2 separate regions of the Mus musculus genome follow, and region 1 is linked to region 2. Evidence: chromatin contacts called from public ChIA-PET data. All regions are on one chromosome and are shown on one strand. The core of a region is the stretch at or near the end of the contact, and the rest is flanking DNA. Distances in the headings are between cores, read along the strand shown.

What was found. ChIA-PET counts read pairs in DNA pulled down with a chosen protein or histone mark.
Region 1: an RNA polymerase II ChIA-PET map of memory CD8 T cells shows a contact between it and region 2, with 5 read pairs. The contact joins two enhancer-like sites. A contact is called at or near these places in 1 of 484 Hi-C or Micro-C datasets (stem cell-derived neural stem cells) and 1 of 115 datasets of contacts at active chromatin or transcription factors (memory CD8 T cells).

Annotation. Positions count from the first base shown.
Region 1 is chr5:148,864,864-148,869,608 of GRCm38.p6, reverse strand. No RefSeq gene overlaps it. Among named protein-coding and RNA genes, the nearest start is that of Gm36405, 58 kb to the right of the region's middle. Within about 2 kb of position 2,863, at least 64 of the 459 cell types and tissues checked have an H3K27ac peak or open chromatin away from gene starts, as enhancers often do. A contact at or near this core is called in memory CD8 T cells, where this site is marked.
Region 2 is chr5:148,340,049-148,344,833 of GRCm38.p6, reverse strand. Slc7a1 (solute carrier family 7 (cationic amino acid transporter, y+ system), member 1) reads left to right here. Exons shown (of 13, transcript NM_007513.4): 6 at 1,978-2,096; 7 at 2,679-2,901; 8 at 4,159-4,298. Among named protein-coding and RNA genes, the nearest start is that of Slc7a1, 57 kb to the left of the region's middle. Within about 2 kb of position 2,268, at least 180 of the 459 cell types and tissues checked have an H3K27ac peak or open chromatin away from gene starts, as enhancers often do. A contact at or near this core is called in memory CD8 T cells, where this site is marked.

The DNA.
Region 1 (4,745 bases), core at 1,614-4,113, 520 kb before region 2:
GTCTAGTTGGAGCCTTTCAGACTGCGGGGAATCCTCCACGAGGCAATTACACCGCTCACTTTTCTCTGTGTATGCCTTTGGCTCCATCAAACGCTATTCCACTGTATGGATACCCCACCACATTTTGTTTATTCACTACCTTCTGAAAGGTGTCTCGGCTGCTACCGAGCTTCGGCAATTACAGCAACTACGAATACAGTGGCTGTAAACCATGCTTGCATGTTTCCAACGTTCCTGCACGGTTTCTGGGTATGCATTAAGTTCTTCAACTCCTTCAGAGTAAGTACCTCCAATTATGGTCCCTGGAGCATGGTAGGATTGTTTTTACATTCATAAGAAACTACAATGCTGTCTTCCTACCTGGCCAAGGGCATCTTGCAATTGCACTAGCTGGGACTATGTATTCCCCTTGCCCCGAACCCTTGCCAGTGTTTGGTGGGGGTAGTTGTGCGGGTCTCGCCATTTTGGTAAGTGTGTAATTGCTGTTTTAATTTGCTTGTCCCTAATGACCGCTGATACTGGGCATCTTTCCATATACTCATTAATCTTTAAACTTCCTTATGTGCACGAGCATTTTCCAAGCATTTACGTATGTGTGTTGCATGCATACAGTACCTGAGGAGGTCTGAAGAGGGAGTGTGATCCCCTGGAAACCGAGTTACAAATGGTTGTGAGCCATCACGTGGGTGCTGGGAACTGAAAACTGGGACCTCTGGAAGAACAGCAAGGGCTCTTAGCTGCTAAGCCATCATAATTTCTAATGAGATGTGACTGGAGCCCCGCTGTATGACACCCTTCCTCTGGGTTCTAAGTGAGGGGTTTAATTTCTCCTTTTCCCTGTGGAGCAGAATTATGGACACCAGCCACTTTGTTGGCATTTGTTTTTCAAATATTCCTACCAATATGTACGACTTTAATGGCCTTTCTTCTTTTTCCAGTCTGCAGTTACCTGGTGAAACGATTGCTAGGCTGTGAGAATCATCTGGGGTGGAGATGGGGGACTGAGTTCGAGCTATCTGGGGACAGGGAGGGTTGAGGTTCGGTGTGTGAATTGTATGCGGTCATTTCTCGGGTTTCTCTGTGATTCTGCCTGTCGGTTAGTGTTAATCGTCATTCTGACAGGCTCTACAGTCACCTAGGAGACAAGCTTCTGGCTCACCCGTCATGAAGTATCTAGATTAATGTTAGCGCCTGAGAATGTCTGAGAAGTCGTCTTCATTATGTCAATTGATGTGGGAAGATATATCTTAACTGTGGACTGGACCAGTCCCTGTGCAGAGATGCGGGACTGTGTTAAAGTGAGTGGGACACTAGCACGCATGCGTCCCTCCATGCTTCCTGACTATGGATACCACGTGACCAGCCACGTGACCAGATGCTTTGAAGCCCCCGACTACTATGACTGCCCTACCACGATGGACTGACTTTTAAGTTGTAGGCTGGAATAAACCGTTCTCCCTTATGTGGCTCTTGGCAGAGTTTTCTTATTAAAACCACAAAAGAGAAACTAAGGCACGTAAATCCCAGAAGTGCTCTGGGAGACCAGGCGTGAAGCTGAGATTTGCACACAGCTACATTGCCACCCAGCTGGGCCATTGTTATTTGCAGCTTGGAAGGAGCCTGGAAACAGTTCTGTGGCCCCACTTTTCTCACTTCCTGTGACTGCAAGTGCGGTTTTACCCTCCTGAAGTGTAGATGAGAAAAGACACGGGTAAAAGTGGCACCAAACTAGAAGAGGGCAGGATGGGCCAAGTTCTCTCCCTCTGTCCACCAGTCCTTTCTGCTTTGTTGAGGGCCCAGGATCAGTGCAGCTTGAAGTTGTGGCTTGGACCGGGCAGAGCAGAGTTCATTGCTGGGCATCCCCCCACTCCCGAGAAACTGAGAATGCTGTGAGTGTTGCAGGGTCCTTCTGCCCCCCCCCCCATCTTCTACCTCCTTCCTAACAAACAGAGGAATGGGGTTTCCCTGTCCCACCTGGCTGGTTCTCCTTCTGCCCCACAAACCGGTGGGAAAGGAAGCAATTTTTGTCCCCTGTATGGCCTCTTTCCTAACCTTACCTCTCCCAACTCGCCATTACCCAGAGCTGAAAATCAGGAGTCAATGATGTTTGTCCAAACAGCTGTCTTTGAGGTGAAGAGTTGACTGGCGATTTTCAATGATCTTCTTATCTAGGAACCAAACACATGTGCGTATCTCACTGCGCAGCGAAAGCAAGTCAGCAAGTCAGAGAGGAAAATGTTTATTATATGCACAGCCTGAGTATTCCTTATTCAACATGCTGGCGACCGGAAGTGCTTAAGAGTCTGGCCACTTTGGGACTTGGGAATAGTTGTATATATCTTGAGTCTAGGACCAAAGTCTATGTTTTGTATGTCTGTTATAAATGTTATAGATGAAAGTAATCTTACACAGTGTATTTACTAGACCTTTGTTTTGACTGTGCTCTGTCAGTAGGCTGGGGGTAGTGGTCTCTAGTTGCCGGATTCGGGGTGCGGAGCTGATTAATTCAAGTTGTCAATAGTTAAGAAATACAAGACACTGGCCTGCAAGAACTGAAGATAACATTTGCGGTGCCAAGTATAATTGAGATACATTTATTGTCTTTGGACTCCTACTCGGCCTTCTGCAGGAGAGGAGGCAGGCTGTAGAGTGACCTGGTTTATGCAGGATCATAATCTAGCCCAGCACCGGTTAGACCCCAGATTACTCCGAGCAAAGCTAAGCATACACAAAAGTTACTCGCCAGATTTGCTCTGCCTTCTGAGGTTTTTAACCACTCACCTTCCCTTCCGGGCAGGGCATGTTTACCAGGACATTTTTAGAGAGTGTCATAGCACATCCTGTTGCTTTTTATGTTAGCGATGGGGGTGGGCAGTCAGGCGCTCCAGTGTCATGAGATGTAAACCCTGCTGCCGCTGCCCCTGCTGTAGAGGGCGTGTGCACAGGTCTTGTTTTTCAGCGCAAGGCTTTCTGGGATGAACTAAGCATCCTGAACGCTTCAGAGAAATGCATCTAGAGCCTCCCATAAGTGGTCCAGCTCTCCAAGAGTTGCACGCTCGGGGTCTCAGCCCCATTCTCCTGGCTGCATGTATGTCTGTCCTCAGCTACTGGGCACCATTGAGGTTCTACTCCACAGCCCAGTTTCACGCCGACTACTCCAGATGTCTTTTAGTTAGCACTTCTTCAGTAATTTCTTAAACAAATCACTAACCACAATATGACTTCCCTTCCATAATATAAATCTCGGACAGCAGTGCTTGCGATTAATATGCAGTTAGGGGCGGCTGAACTATCATGACCCATCTGAGGTTGGTTAGCTACCGCAGGCTATTTTTCAAGCATTTTGAAATCTATTTTGTAACACTCCTTAGACACACTTTGCAAACACATTCCCTCGAGTGTTTAAACCCTCGCGCATCTTAAGGGAAATATAACCCATATGTTTCCCATTCATTTTGCATTTAACTCATCAAAGTTGTTTTTTAAGAGCGGTTTGTTTTCTACGAAGTCGTAAGAACCCTCTCATGAAGTCTGTTAGCCTTTAAAAGCCTTCCCCCCAATCTTAACTTATTCTCCCTGGATAGATGTGGATAACGTATTTTAGCTTGGTTTAAGCTAACAGAGCTTGAAGTCTAAGCTAGCTCCGGATTGAGGATAATAAATTAGTCTGATTTCACGGTGAGAATTGGCTTCCCTCTCTGATTTTCCAAGCAGATACCAGCAAAGGACTTGCAAAATGTGCCTTTGAAGGGGAGCGGTCACTGCCTCTCACACTCAGTGGAGGCAGCCTATTCACACATGTACCCTAAACTAGTTACCCGTCATGCACACTGGAGTTATATTCTTCATCATGCATTCAGGTATACCAGAAAAGACGCTCATTTTAATTCAGCAGGCAGGGGCTGGAGCCACAGCACAGTTGGTATAGCGCTTGCCTGCCACGTGTGAAGCTCTGATTGAATTCTGTAGTACTACAAGAAAAACAGGCCTATGATCCCAGGGCTCAGAAGGTAGAGGAGGCAGGAGGATCATCCTGAGCTACAAACAAGTTTGCGGCCAGGGTGCCTGAGACCCTGCCTTGTAAAGAAATGAGAAATGATTTCTGATGGGTTCGCTTAGTTTTCCCTGAGTAGGTTGTGTCCCCCCTTATCCAAAGGTGATGCAGACTGTGGAGTTCTTTGGAGTTCTTTGCATTTGGGGGGCGTTTACACAGATTTTACCGATTGAGCACACCCAGTCGAAAACTCTTGAAATCCAAAGTGGTCCACAATCTAGAGAGAGCATCAAGTCTATTCTCCAGAGCTTTAGATTGGTGACTTTCAGATTGCAATTCTCAACTTTCCCCGAAACTTTTTATAAGCTATAACTCTCAACCAAATCAATAATTTATTGTGAAGTCACAATAATTGTTCTCATCTGTATTTCAGAAATAGTCTCCACTGGAGATTTAAGTTCAGCAGGTTCCCCCATTGCCTAGCAGTGGGGTTTTGAGACCAGCTTTCTGTTTAGCTCTGATTAAACCAGTTAATGGTACGGTGTAAGTAAGGTCATTGCAGCGGAGGGCCAAGGAAGCCTGCCTGCCGACAGCTGATTGGACACTGTCATAAGCCACAGGGGCTTGGGAAAGAGCTGCAGCATCCATCGTAGCAACAGAAAGGGGCTTGCTGGAGCATCTAGACACAGCTCAGAAAGGAGCCTGAGAACAACAGAGAGCTGCACTATTTCCATACAGTTCCTGGGAGGGA
Region 2 (4,785 bases), core at 1,019-3,518:
AAGATGGTGAATTAGATACATAAAACTTCGCTGATACCTACCTTCCTAGAATTACCAGTTCAAATGAAAGTATCATTTACTTTCCTAAATTCAACTATGGAGAAATAAGGGCTTTTACTGGCTCATTCTCCAACATTCTGGAGTTAGTTATATTTATGCCAAATGCATTAGTCCCCATGAGTTTAAGGTGGAGTGGAGCCAACTTCAAGTACGTTTTGAAGTCCACAGTAGGCTTTGGAGACTCTAGAGAACACATTTTCATTGGTTGCTATTTACAGGCAGGAGTGAAACACAGAGGCCGCTCTTGTTTCCTGGTGGTCAGCTGAGATTTAATTTTGTTGGTGCAGATTGCTTGGGCCAGCAACAGTAATTCCCTAGTCGTCCCCACACTGGCCGTCATAAGGGACGGTTTATACAGCACTGGTCTCCTAGACAAGGTGACATTTGTTGCCCAGGTGGAGCCTTTAAGTCTGTCTGAAGACTAGAGACACTGCTGCTGGGCCGCAGGGGACTCTGATACTTTAGGAGCCAAGTTCTGCCGGCCTGGAACCTGTTTGTTTTATTCAAGTCTATAAATGGCCTTGTTTTACTTATTCATTTCCCTTTTTCCAGCTGTAGATATCTATTTCTCCCGATAGCCCTGTGTACATATGTATGATGTTGCTTGTCCCTCAGCGACAGGCCCACACTTCCCCCCCTAACCCCATTCATCACGTGGAGGACCTCTGGTAACGATCCTAGGATGTCCTGAGTGCTTCTCTGTGGCTATAGGAACACACTGACAAGGAAAGGATTAGTTTGGTTTATACTTCCAGGTCACAGTTCATCATTGGTGGAAGTCAGGGCAGGAACTTAAGGCAGGAGCCTGGAGGCTTGACAGCACATGTCAGGGAGCGGAGGTCTGAGGCAAAGTGGGGCAGGGTCTCTGTGGAAGGTTTATCCTTGCTCTTGGGTGCTGCACCCATTCCATCGGTTGGAGAAGGCTGTGTGAGCCCCTTGTCGGAGTCAGAGCATCTGTCGTCAGCAAGGCACCCAAGCTTCTGTTTCTGGTCATTTATCTGCGCTGTCCACATGGCAAGCTCCGTCTTCTCCACCTTCATTTAATAACTCGACTTTGCTTGTCTTTTTTTTTTTTAAAGATTTTATTTACTTATTTTATGTATGTGAGTACAGATGGTTGTGAGCCTTCATGTGGTTGTTGGGGATTGATTTTTTAAGATCTCTGCTCCCCCCCTAAGAAGAAAAGGAAATTTTCTGAGGAGCCTGAAGTTGCTGCTAGCTTCACAAAGAGCAGCACAAAGAAAAAGAAAAGGTCCCAGAAAGCACAGGAGGATTAGAACGGACCTGCTTGGTGGGAGGGGCATACCTTGTGGTGGCAGCTCCTGCCCATAATAAAACCCCAATAAAAACAAAAACAAAAATGACCTCAGCTCGTTCTGGTCGGCTCGCTTAGGCCCAAAGATTTATTTATTTATTATACATAAGTACACTGTAGCTGACTTCAGAAACACCAGAAGAGGGAGTCAGATCTCATTACAGATGGTTGTGAGCCACCATGTGGTTGCTGGGATTTGAACTCAGGAAGAGCAGTCAGTGCTCTTAACCGCTGAGCCATCTTGCCAGCCCTACCTTGCTCATCTTGGTAAGCCCAGGCTCTCACTCCACAGGGGCTGCCGCCCAATGTTTCTTCAAAGCAAACCTTCAGTGGCGACACCCCCACTTTTGCCTACAGCCATTTCTCCCTCCTATGTACCGGTGCTTAAGGGATCTAGTGGTTGAGTATAAGCCGCCTGCTTCTGTTGCTCCGGGCCCTGGATCAGAGAGGCCTGACACTCACTCAGAGTCCTCACTGGAAGACTAGGGACATTGGCCAGAGAGACTGAAGCGCTGTCCTTCTCTTCAGAGCTGTGCTGTCTCCAAAAATGGAACCGTGCAGCAGGTGTTCTAATCTTTGCTGTTTTGTTTTGTTTCTCCTAGCGACACAAACGTGAAATACGGTGAGGGAGGGTTTATGCCCTTTGGATTCTCTGGTGTCCTGTCAGGGGCAGCGACCTGCTTTTATGCCTTCGTGGGCTTTGACTGCATCGCCACCACAGGTCCGTGGACTCTCGCACCCGTGGGGCCCTGCTTCTTTGCAACCACCTCCAGTAATGCCTTTTCCTCTTGGCACAGGCCACTTGCAGCTCTGGGTCCGTGGGAGTAACTGCAGAGATTTGTCACTTCCTGCTGATAGCTTCTCACCTCCCCACACCCCCTAGGAGCAGTGCCTGGCAGGAAATTACATCATTAACATAACGAGGGCTCTGCCGCTAGACTGGGACAATGACAGCGTGGCTGTAGCCTGATTTCATATCTGCACGCGCAGGCCTTTGTAATAACAACAGCCGGGCAGGTTGGATAGGTCAGGCTCCCTTAAGCCTCTCAGCCTTTCTCAGCCAAAAGAAACAAGCCTCTCCCTTAGCTGAGCTGCCATAGGAGGGTCGGGAACACCTTCCTGGGCTGTGGTTATGCGGTGGGCGTTACTGAGGACCCTGCTCTGTCACGGGAGGGCAGAAGACCCCGGTTCCTGCCCACCGAACCCTGTGGGGCGTGGCTTAGCCCGTTTGACCTTGCAGAGGATGTGATGCTACGACTACTCCTCCCCCTTCCCTCATTGGCCGACACCCTGTTGCTTCTAGGGGAAGAAGTCAAGAACCCCCAGAAGGCCATTCCTGTGGGCATCGTGGCGTCCCTCCTCATTTGCTTCATAGCGTACTTTGGCGTGTCCGCCGCTCTCACGCTCATGATGCCTTACTTCTGCCTGGACATCGACAGCCCGCTGCCTGGTGCCTTCAAGCACCAGGGCTGGGAAGAAGCTAAGTACGCAGTGGCCATTGGCTCTCTCTGCGCACTTTCCACCAGGTGAGATCAGCTTCCGAGTGCTCCCAACCCCAGCACCCCAGCGTCAGTGGTGTGTCTCGTTGTGTTTTAGCCCAGTGGAATGTTATACAGCTGTGTTGTGTTATAAAACGTGCTCCCTTTTATCCATGGGGAGCATGGATACACTGGATGCCTGAAGCAAAAGATTATTCCAAACCCCATATACACAGTATTTCCTTTTACACACACACACACACACACACACACACACAGACACACACACACAAATGTGTAATGTATAACATTTGGCACAGTAAGATTGACACCAATAGCTAAGGGTACAATGGAGGCACTACTATGTACTGACATTTTAAAGATTTATTTATTTATTTATTTATTTTATGTTTATGAGCACTCTGTCTGCATGCCAGAAGAGGGCATCAGATCTCTGTGTAGACGGTTGTGAGCCACCATATGGTTGCTCGGAATTGAACTCAGGACCTCTGGAAGAGCAGCCAGTGCTCTTAACCGCTGAGCCATCTCTCCAGCCCACATACTGACCATTTTAAAAAATAGAATGATCAGTTGCTTATTTCTGGAATTTTCTATCTAATATTTCCATACTGTAGTTGACACAGGTTACAAACTACAGAATGTGAAAGTAGGTAAGGGGAAAAACCACCACGATGTTGTGAAGAACTAGAGCTGATGTCTATGCATGATACTTGGCAAGGAAATGGTTTTCTGCTCCTGACTTTGGCCTCTGAGCCAGGCCCCCTCTTTGACCACTGTATTTTGGTCTTTAGTTTGGCTGTAAGGTAGTAGCTCCTTTGCATAAAGGAGCGGGTGCCTTTTAATGAGACATATACCCCACCACACACACACACACACTCACACACTCACACACTCTCTCTCTCTCACACACACTCACACACACTCACATACCCTGTGCTTCCCCACCAGCTTGTGTAAACAGGAACCATTTGCTAACGATCAGCCTCAGCTAGGAATATTTGCAGACACAAATGTGAAATCTCCCTTTATGGAGGTTGCTCCTGGATCGCATCTCTTCTCTGTCAGGGGCCCCTGTTCTTACCATTGGTCTTAGCCCTGTTAGCCCTGCGATGTTAACTTTGTGAAATGCCAGGGCTTGTAGCCCCGGGTGCCAGGCAGTTACCGGAGGGGAGTTGATCTTGGTGAGAGCAGACGCCCCTCCTTGGAGGCAGCCCTGCATGGGTCCGCTGAGGCCTTATCTGCCAATGACCTGGTTTTTGCCTGTTTTGCTTTCCTCTCACCCAGTCTCCTAGGCTCCATGTTTCCCATGCCCCGAGTTATCTATGCCATGGCTGAAGATGGACTACTGTTTAAATTTTTGGCCAAAATCAACAATAGGACCAAAACACCCGTAATCGCCACTGTGACCTCAGGCGCCATTGCTGGTGAGTATGCACTTACCGTTACAACTCGTTTCCCGGGCTGTTACTAAATCAGCACATGGAGGGGAGCGGATCTCGAATCTTCCTCGGCTGTGAACTGTGAAAAGCTGCAGCTCGTCTATTAGAACTTTATCAGACTGCCGCTGTTCACATTCAGGACTGGGCTCACCAAAAGATAACTGCGTTAATTTATTTTTTAAAAAAGATTTTTATTTTATGTGTATGGATGTGGCCCTGCATGTGTGTGTGTGTGTGTGTGCACCAAGTGTGTACCTGGTACCTATGGAGGCCAGAAGAGGAGCCAGGTTTCCCAAAACTAGATTTATAGATGGTTGTGAGCCAGCAACACTTGTCTGTTGGTAACCAAGCTCAAGTCCCCTGAAAGAGCAGCCAGTGCTCTTAATTGCTGAGCCATCTCTCCAGTTCTAGATACCTATACTTTGATAAAAGACAAACCAGAGGGTAAGATGCAATTATTCTTAGAGTTTAA